2 separate regions of the Capsicum annuum genome follow, and region 1 is linked to region 2. A link is a contact called in public Hi-C data. All regions are on one chromosome and are shown on one strand. The core of a region is the stretch at or near the end of the contact, and the rest is flanking DNA. Distances in the headings are between cores, read along the strand shown.

Region 1 (5,566 bases), core at 2,687-5,186, 38 kb before region 2:
TGACGTCGCCACTCGTTACTCCTATGGAATTGTCACGCTTTGTTCACGTGAGATGAAACAGTGGAGAACAGGCCAGCTGAGATGGACAACAGAAGATTGCGCCTTAAGCTACATTAATGTTAGCATTTGGTGTGTGGACTTGTAAAGTGAGGGAAATAAAAGGCCACGAGTCATGATGGTTGAAACCTATTCTTTTATTCTTAATCAGAAATTTCACATTCGAATTAAAAGGCCATAGGTGAATTTATATTGAAACGAAAAAAGAAAAAAGGTTAGAGACCTTATGAAACTGAGTCCAGACCAGTCGTTGAAGTGCCTTTTGAATAGAAATTCATGAAATAAATCTTTGCAAGTCTAAACTCTAAGAAGATAATACCTTAACAATTGAACCACAACCGTTAATACATTGATACAAATCTATTGAGGGTTTTAAGTAAATACCAGTCGATTTCTCGTTGGAGTTTAACTAAATTCGAATTTACACTGAAATTTTTTCCACTGAAGATAAAATGTTTCCTAACAAAGGTGACCCCTTGCCCACTGGTGGAGCCAGGGTATTCACTAAGGGGTTCATAAGTGAACATACGAACCAACCGAAGGGGGTTCAACATCTAATATAAATACATAAAAAATTATTTTAACCATGCATATATAGCATAATTTTTTATCGAAGTGGGTCCCCCTCGGCAAAGGGTAGCTCTGCCCCTTCCCCTGCCTAATGAACTCGAATACTACTATCTTTCTGATTTCCTACTCAATGTCTGATTTTTTGTTGGAGCTCAACTAAGTTTAAATTCACGCTAAAAATTCCACACTAAAAGTAAAACACTCTCTAACAAAAACGACTTTCTATTCGGCGAACTTGAACACCACCAAAGGGGAAGATACGCATGCAAGTGGGGGTGGGGTGGGGACATTATAGTGCTAATTTTTAATTGAAATTTGGCCAATAAATGAGACCCTTAGCAACTGCCATCATTGTATGGAGCATAGTAAGGGCACTTTTATTGCATATGGCTAAGCCTCATTGGATGAGCTGTGCTGTTGGCCCTCTTGTCACCTGAGCCATCACTACCCAACCCTAATCCTTTACATTTTTGTCTACTTCTCCTTCTACCCCATTTCACGTGGTAGTATTTGATTGGATATAAAATCTAAAAAAAAATTAAAAATATATTAAATTTATAATCTAAAATAAATCGCAAACATTCATATCATTATATAATGACAGAATACATCGATGGTCTCTTATACGTTTCGCTAACTTTCATTAGACGCTTAACTTATGATATCATAAACAAAAAAAGACACCAAGAACGTATAAAAGCTTTCATTATGTACGGACTCTGGAAAAGAGACAATCACAAGAATCTATGTACAGTCTTACCCAATATTTTTACTTATATTTTTGAAAAAGTTTCTGTATGTATTTACGAGCACTCATTACATAAATAAGTTAAAAACAAACAAAATGTATCTCATCGTACAATTACGCATCAATATAAATTGGATCATGCATGATATCTACGGCTGATTGTGGATATTGAATATAATTAAAAGATATGATATATTTTAAGTGATTAATTTATCTATGTAATGGCACGTCTAAGAACACCCTCAAAGGGATAAAAACAAAGTTTAGAGATAAATTATCCCCAAAACAAATATGTGTTGTTCATTAAAATTAGTACTCAAGTCAAATATGATCACCATAAAATGAAATGGACTGCTGTTAAACACACTGTTATGGTAGAATAATAAGCATTAACATAAAAAATCATAAGTTATCATATCCCTACTTCGTGAAGATTAAAAAAGACATTTTCAATAAATTATGCATTAGAATATGCTTCATCCCACCCTTAACATCGAACACCATCAAACATTTTACCACAACTTATGAAGACAGAGAAACTGTGTCCGATAGGTATTGGAGTTCATGAAAAACATCTCAAAGCAAATATAAAAAATGAAAAAGTAACAACACCAATTGAATAAACTTCACACATAATTATGCTAAAATTAGCAAAATTATCAACCATAGCTACAAAAAAATGAACCGGTATCCCCTAGCTAATTTTAATTAGTCCTATAGTTAAAGTTAACTTGGGAGGTCTCACTTTTCGGATTACATATTTTGTAGTAGAATATTTTCATAAATTAAAAAAAAAAAAAGTACTAAAATTAAAAAAAAAATAATTACAAAAACTATATTCTAAGTCACAAAATAATAGTAGTAAATAAATTTTGTGACTCAAACTAAAATCCACCACCTAATAAAGAAAATGGATAAGGTGGTGGACTTGCCTCCTCCGCCACAGGTCCGCCGCTGCCGCTTCCGCCGCCACCACCGTAGTCGTAGCCGTAAAAATTATCCATCGCTGTGGCGGTAAATCCTCCGCTCTCCGACGACCCCGACGACAATGAGCTAGACATAGTAGGACAATTTCCATAACCCTCATTGGCCACCATCATCACCGGCCGGCCACCGTGCACGGCAGCTCCGGTGACTGGCGGCGTAGATTCCGACGACGGCGAAGACTGACAAAATGCATCCTTCTCGAAATTCGATCCGGGCGAGTAAAATGACGATTTTACCCCTACTTTTTCCTCTTCACTTTTTAGTGACTGAGAACTCGCGGAATTCGATAACATAAGTCTTCTTTTCTTGTCGCGATTTGAAATCATCAATCTTTTCGATTTATCTTTTTCCATCAATATTTTAGGCAATATCTCAGGGTCATCAACAACTTTACACAAAAAAGCCATCATTTGTTGTGGCCTTTTTTCTGTAGCTTCTAATCTTCTAGTCATATTACCAATTTCATCATCTAATACCTTTTGTTCTTGCTTCAATCTGGAAATTTCATTCAAAATCTCTTCGTCTTCGCTATCGTTATCGTGCTTCTGACAAACTGAGTACGAATTTCGACTGTGTTTTTTCCTCACGATATTCTTCAACAAATGTATTTGCCCTCTTAAAAACCATTCGTTCGCGAATTCCCATTTATCTGGATCCACCTTCCTGAATCCCTGATCAACAAATACGAAATCACTACCAAAATTCTCATTCTTCAAAGCTGAATCCAGTATTTTCGAGATAATAAGTGATAATAAACAAAATTTTCAATCTTCAGAGCTCGAAAAAAACAGCATATCTCTAAGCATATTATCCATAAATTCAACTGAATCCAGTATTTTCATAACGAAATATATAAATATGTCGGATTCAGAATTCACAATTCTAAAAGTACCTATAAGTGCTACAACAAACAAAATTCTCATTTCTTCGAAGCTTGAAAAACAACATCTATGGAACATATTATCAATAGGTTCAACTGAATCTAGTATTTTCGATATAAATCATATATATATTAGATTCAAAACTCACAGTTCTAAAAGTACAATAAGTGCTAATAAACAAAATTATTTTCATTTTTCTTAGCTAAATTTTTCACTATTTTGCTCTTCAGATTCAACCACAACTACAATGAAAAACAAAACTTATCCTAACTTATCATTCATAAATTCAACTGAATTCAATATTAAATTTAAACTCTGGGATCTGACTTTGGCTCTAAAAAAAATATACTCAAGTATACTTACATAAGTATTAAGCTGGCGAACGAAACTGGAGAAATTATTATGCTTGAAGTAAACAGGCAATATATTTTGTGAGAACTCCAAAGGTTGAACAACTATGAAGCTATTATTTGCTGCTCCCCAAGTTATAAGTCCATCAATTTTTGGATCATTTACCATTTGATAAGTTTTCATGATGAATGGCGCGATTATATTGTTAGCCTCCATCCCATATAGATATGAATGAGCTTCTCTCGATGTTTACAGAGTTGCCGGAGGTGGCAATGGTAGTAGTGGTGGTTGTAGAGGAATATGTAAATGTAAAGGATATGGTTTTATATATAGAGGATTTTTGGGTTGGACTTGGGTGTATATTAATATTAATATTAATATTAGGTGTCAGTTTGATGTGACGTGTAAGGTATAATAATTTCGGATAAAATATAAAATTGTTTTGTTTTGTGTGTGATTGGAGGTATGATTAGTTTATAGTAATGGAATAACTTATCTCATATACATAGTAGAATAATTAATTTTGAGAAAGCTAATCCTGAGATTAATTATATCAGTATAACTGATTCTCAACCAAACAACCCCTAGAGTTTAAATTATACACATGTCACTATAAAGAACTATTAAATCATTAGGTTATGTATTATAGTATGTAATTTATCTTATTCTATGTTTTTTTTAGAGAAGTTTATGTTGTACAAATAATTTTTTGGATAAACTGATATTATAATTATTTTTTAATCACTAACCTTGTGTATAACCACAATATATTATGATGGAATGGTAAATATTCAAAAGCGTAAATGAGAATATAAACTTTACGAGGTAATTTATGAAGATAAACCTATATATAGCCTTCAAGCAATTAAAGATTTAAGTTTGTGTTAAAATAATTGAGTCATGTTTAATAGAAGCATTTACTTATATCCTTTTCTCAAAGTGAATTTTATTAGTAACGCTTCAAAGCGAGTAATAGATACCAAGAACAAAAGAAAAAGGGATATCACCAATATTAAATGAATAACAATGTGGTACGTGGAGGTCATTTGGAAGGATACATGATATTTTTATGGTTATGCTAAATGGGGACCACAATGATGATCTTTTAAATTTGATTGGTCCACATCATCATCTTTCCTCTCAGATATTTTTCTTCCCTTTCCATTTTACTTCGTCTTTAAAAAATGTCATGAAAAAAAAAAATCTAATTTTTCTCTTTTAGTTTTAATAAAATAACTATAAGGTTCTCTCTTTCTTGGATGAGATTTTTCTTCTTTCTTTTAAAGTACACATTTTATTTATCCTGTCTGTCGCCCTTTTGGACTCTCGTGTGTTCGAAATACGATTAGATCTACCAGTGATCGATTAACTGAACAAAGAGTTATCTATCTAATTGTAACTCATCAAATCTAATCCTTGTTCTCGGAGTGGTTTACAACGATAAAAAATATTGAAGAATTATTTTTTATCATAAGCTTTTAAATTCTTTTCTTTTTTAAAAAAATATTGTGAGATACCACGTAAAATAGAATGGAAGAAATATGATATGTGGTCCCTTTTAATCAATGCCACGTTTCTAGTCAGGATGGTGACAAAATATGCTAAGCTGGAAAATTTTAAAACTTAGCCGTTAAATTTAAGATAAGACTAGGAAAATGAGCTACATGATAATTTTATTTAATGAAAAATGTATTTTGTGTGAGTCTAAATAATATCACTAAATTTTAAAATATTTTATCTTTAATCATAAATATATACAATCACAAACTCACGATAAATTATAAATTAATGGAATGCATGTGTAGCTTGAGGGACAAATCTATTGAAAGTATTTAGCTCGTGAGTTTGGATCGTAAGTATGATATTAGAGTCTTGACTCAGTATTATTACAAAGGTGGAGCAAAGCAAACATCAACTAGGACACTGAATCCCTAGTGTGAGGGTTACGTGGCATCTGTAATTGAATGCGGAT
Region 2 (5,685 bases), core at 1,879-4,378:
ACTAACCACAGAGATTATATAAGCAACAAGTATCATTATAAAACAATTAATTAGTATATACTTTAGACAAATATTATGAAAGACGAGCGTAAAAGATAGGGGTGAAGTGATGGGCATTGGGCAGGAGCGGCTCAAGCAAATTCGTGGCCTAAGGTCAAAATCAAATGGAGGTCTTAATTTTTTTTATTTAAAAAAAAATATTTTTATAAAGCCTATTTTTAAAATTATATAATCGATTTCTTCTAATAATTTTTTTTGAATTAATAAGATAGTCAATGCATTAATCTCTTGAGACATAGCATTTTGTACTAGATATATTAAACTCCTAAATTTTTTTATACAAAAAGTTTATTTTTTCTATAAATAGTATTTAATATATTTTTTAAAATTTATAATTTATTATTACTAGAAAAAAATGAGGCCTCTTAAATTTCGAGAGCTTTAGGCAACCGCCTTTTTTCCCAAAGGGTTGAGCCGCTGGCATTGGGCTATGGAAAATGGAAGTGAAGATAAAGTGTGTCGGAAGATGAAGAGGACACAATCATCAGTATCCTCCACGCACATATATATACAAGCTTATCAACTCAAATTTTAAAAAAATAAATAAAAAAAACCGATGCATCAAAGCTTTCACTATACTCAAGGTTAGGGGAAAAGTCCGACCACAATAATCTATTATATGCAATTTTGTGTTGCATTTCTGTTGGAGGCCGTTTTTAAGATTTGAACCCATGATCTCCTGATTCCATGTGGCAACAATTTTACCAATTACTTCAAGACTCTTCTTCAAGCTTATCAACTGAAGTATGAATAATATAATTTAAGAATTGAGTATCGAGTATATTATAATTTTAAAAATAAATAAATAAATTCAACTCAATTTTAAAATAGCTCATGAATACAAAGATTATAATTTTTTAAAAAATAGAAAAATATCATCTTTTTTATATAAACAAAAAAAAACCCAGTCACATAAATGGCCATAAAAATCAAGAAAGTATTCAATTCAAGAAAGGGACGGCGTGTTTCACTTATTTTAATGTTCAGCTAAAACCAGGAAAAGAACCAAAAAAAAACATAAACTTTTTTTTTAAAAAAATGATGTGATGCATTAAGCTTTTAGTACGCGCGTGACTTGAAAAAGAATTAAATTATAAAAATTTATTATACACAATTTTATTATTGTGGACACAATAATTGATACACTACCAAAGATGCAACTTTATTGGTCCTTTTAATTTTCTAACGCTCATAGGACAGTTCAGTGCACTAAAACTCCTGTTATCTTTAACGCTCATATATCGACTAAATTGTCTCGTGACATTCTAAATCCAATTCATGTACCTGTTTAATGGCCAAACAACTCAATCCTTGAAACATACTGTAGTTGCAGGTGGTGAAGAGCGGTTATCGTGACGTCAAACCTTTTTTTGATGATGTGGTGTTTTGGGAAAGATCGGTCTATTGTCCCTAGGCAACTTTTATTCGGTGAGCGATGCCCTTCCACTCTACATTCAGATGACAAAAGTTTATATCCACAACTCAATCGGACACCTTCTGATTACATAGGGTGAAAATTATTTCCTCCCTCAAGTTTACTTTAAAAATCAAACCCCTCCTCCCCTTTTATCTTAACAATGTCTATTTTAATCTTGACATTAGCAATATCTTCTTATAGTATACATTATTTATTTTAGTCAAGTATTTATATATTTTTATTTAAATTTTTTAGTATAACCTTTTTAATGATGTTGTCACAAAAGTTAATGTTATATTTTTATGATTGTTACTTTATTGACATAACGCACAAGTATTTTTCGTCTCCCTCAAAAAAAGTACAAAAATATTCTGATACTTGACGGTCAGATCAGCAAAAATGAGTTTAGGTGGTAAATGTCTCCTTTAAAGTTTAAGTGTGTTATAACAGTTTCAGATATAATTTAGGGGTATCTCGTTCCTTATCTCTTATTTTACATGCATTAAGTGTGTGTGTAATATATATATATATATATATATATATATATATATTCATTTTTTTAGGTCAACCTGCATAAATTTTGACAAATATTTTAAGATATATTTTTTCATTTTATTAATATAAAGAAGGATTGCAACTTTTAGAATTTTTTCATATATTTCCTGATCATCTAAGTTTTAAATTTAAATATTAAATTATACATCTTAAAATGTTGATCAAATTTCATGCAGGCTGAGCTCAAAAAGCGAAAAAATGACAAGTAAAAGTGAACAGGGGAGTATATATTTATAATATAAGTAAACTTTGAATTAATTTAGTATAAAATATATCTCCATTTTTGTTATATGTTATATATTACATGCATTGAAATATGTTTATGAAATTATTTTTATTTGTTATTTTCACTAGTATAAATAGATATTACTGTTTTAATTATTATTAATAAATAAATTTCCACATCATGGTCATTTATTTCATTTAGAACATCACTAACTTATATACTTAATATATGTTTCTCATGTTTTTCGTGTAGAAAATAATTTTCTTTTTATTTACAAAATTTACTATATACGTTAAAAATAAAAAATATAATAATTTTAAAGAGGTAAAGAAAAATAAAAATTAATAGTGTAAGGGTAAAATAAGTATTTAAAAAGACAAGTAGGAAAAAGGAGGGAGAATACTTATTGTTTAAAGTTGAAGGGGAGTTTGATTTTTAAAGTAAAATTGAGGGGGAAATGATTTTCACCCGATTACATATGACAATAACTTTATCGATTACTACTATTATTGAAAAGGAAATAGAAAAAAAGAAACAATAAACTAAATAACCACTTGACCAAAATTGATTACTTTCCAACCTCACATAATTAATTATACTTGCTTAGAAGATAAACATAAAATATAATCATCAATTATTTTCCTATAAATACTAACAACCTCTTGACATTTGATTTTCTTCAACTAGAGAAAACTTTTTCCTTTTTTTCTTTTCTCTCTTTCCTTTTTTCTTTCATAAAAATAAATAAATTAATGGCTTCACATAAAGTCATCACTGTCACTACTTCCTCCGATAACACCACCGGAGATTCCCTCCCGCCGGTGAACTGTCCGAAAGGTCAGTGCTTATGCTCCCCGACGACCCATCCTGGATCGTTCAGGTAATTTTTGTATAAGTGACGGAGTCCGAATTTTCACTTAAAATTCATATATATGATGATATTTACACATGTATTAGTGGCTAATACTAAAATTTTGTTCATTTCATAGCAACTCATAATAAGTGGCGACATCATAATTTTCCTTGAAATTCTATCATATCATAAATATCTATATCTATGTATATGTATAACAACAACTTTAGGTCAGTCTCTATGACTTGTTGTCGGAGGCAGATTCAAATTTTAAAGTTTATGATTTTCGATAATTTCAAATTTTAAATATTTTTTGTTACTAGTTTACAAGAAGAATTGAAACCTCATCAAGGAGGCCAAGTTTCATTTTAATCGTTGCATCAAAAGACTATTTTTGTTACTAGATTTCATAATTTAAAGTTTATGATTTTTCGCAATTTAAATTCTTTTTTTTTTTTTAATTATACGTGTCTAAGAGGAAAGCAAGTTTCATTTCTACCGATAGAGTTCAATTAAATCCTCGTTATTAAAAAATTATATTGCACTTTGTGATAGATGCAAAATTTTTATCAAGAGGATTAATATCTACTATACATATATATATATATGTGTGTGTGTGATTTTTTTTGATGATATAGTTTTTTCGTTTTATTTTGTCTTGATTCAAAGTACGAGAATCAAACTAATTAATGTTCGATAATATCAGGTGCAGGTATCATCGTAACTCTGCTTCTGGTGACACAACAAATACTGCATGGTTCAAGAGATCAAAATCAATGCCTGCTAATAAGCATAATAATAATAATAATAATAATTTGTCATCAGTTTCTCCTAAATCAGTTGAATCTACTTAATTAATTACAAGTTTAATTTTGTACTTTTTCCTTTATGTATATGTTTTTTTATACTGGATAAATGGAAAAGTACCCTACTTTTTTTTCGAATATGTACAGTGTGAACTTTGATATTGTGTTATTTTACGAAGTCAAAATTTGAAGTATATGAGTTTTTAATTTATAGTTAAATTTATAGCTCGTCTAAATTATTGAGTTTATGATTGATGTTTTTATATTTGATAATAATTTTAATACAAATATAGAATTCAAGTAAATGTCGTTATTGAATTTGTTTGAATTAACATGTAAAAATCGATGGATAGAATAAATTTTGTGATACTATGTAGGCATTTGGACATGATTTGATTAAGATTTGAAAAAAAAATAGTAATTAAAATTAAATTAAAAAAAGGGATTTGAAAATTGCTTTTTTTTTTTTTTGGTTTTTGACGTGAATATAAAGTTGAGAAGTTTTGTGAGTGAAACTTGAAAAACTATTAAAATATGTTATTCAAATTATCAAATCCTTTATTTTAAGTTTGAAGTTGAGATAATTAATAGAACCATTTTACATTTTTACTATACATGACACCCCTTGGGGCATGCGATCTCCAGTCATGTATAAACTTAAGATATTTTGTGCATCTAAATTATAAATGACTTTTTATTTATGAAAAGAATATTCAAGTTCGACAATCACAAATTTATTTTCACAAGTGAACTATTCATATTTCCTTTAATGTGATCACATTCATTGCTCTTAATTTATTATAAAAACCTAATTGGCATTGCTTACTCAACACTTATCAATTATCATAATCTTGAAATTAATAGTGGATAAGACCAACTAGAATGATAGGGATTGTTGTTGTTTGAAGTTTAATAATGAGTGACCCTAATCTAACTTAAAGGATAGATAATGAAATGGATAATTTACAAAAAAAATCACTTTTTAGTTTTTATAATTAAAAAATAGTCACCTTTTCAAATTTTGAATTTCATAACTGAAATTAAAATTAGACAATAAAGAAATTCAAAACTTCACTAAATTATGACCAATAAAATTAAATATTCTAAAAATCGGCACGTAAATACATATTTCAAATATCTTCACACGCTATATTCTGTCTTCAATAGCTTTCATCTTTTTCTTCAATATATCTCTTCAACTATTATTATTATTATTATTATTATTATTATTATTATTATTATTATTATTATTATTATTATTATTATTATTATTATTATTATTTATTTATTTATTTATTTATTTATTTATTTTAGTTGGAATGTGGGGTAAGGTGGGTGAGAGATGACATCAATTGTTGACCAACTAAATAGAACCTTAGTGGATATTATAGCATGGGACCAATTATTCATAATAATAATAAAGACGTGGGAATCTAAGTTTTTATTAACTATCACGCAATTGAAAGGAGAGGAAAATATTTCAAAATTATCTTCATTTTTCAAAGTGGATAATGGGATAATTGTTTTTTGTGATCAAATACATTTGGTGGATATCATAATTATGATACTACATTAAAAAAACAAAGGAAGAAAAAGAAGGAATTTTATAAAATTATTGAAAATGAAGTGAGTCACTTGATAGATATTTTATTATAATAATATTAAGATGCTCCATATGTTGAAAATGACTTATAGGAAGAAAATTTGGGCACCAAATAAGAAAAAGATGTGCATCCAAATTATTCACCAACTAATTTCACTCTGATAT

The links. A called contact is a pair of places that touch in the nucleus more often than the background predicts.
Region 1: a contact with region 2 is called in a Hi-C map of leaf, with 5 times the contacts expected there. The contact joins the promoter of LOC107841037 here to the enhancer-like site in region 2. A contact is called at or near these places in 3 of 5 Hi-C or Micro-C datasets (bud, leaf and placenta).

The regions. Positions count from the first base shown.
Region 1 is chr9:213,506,650-213,512,215 of UCD10Xv1.1, reverse strand. LOC107841037 (heat stress transcription factor C-1) reads right to left here and starts at 3,936. Exons shown (of 2, transcript XM_016685045.2): 1 at 3,607-3,936; 2 at 1,991-3,033. The coding sequence starts at 3,810. The coding sequence ends at 2,260.
Region 2 is chr9:213,467,639-213,473,323 of UCD10Xv1.1, reverse strand. No RefSeq gene overlaps it. Among protein-coding and RNA genes, the nearest start is that of LOC107841156, 12 kb to the left of the region's middle. Within about 2 kb of position 3,128, at least 4 of the 5 cell types and tissues checked have an H3K27ac peak or open chromatin away from gene starts, as enhancers often do. A contact at or near this core is called in bud and leaf, where this site is marked.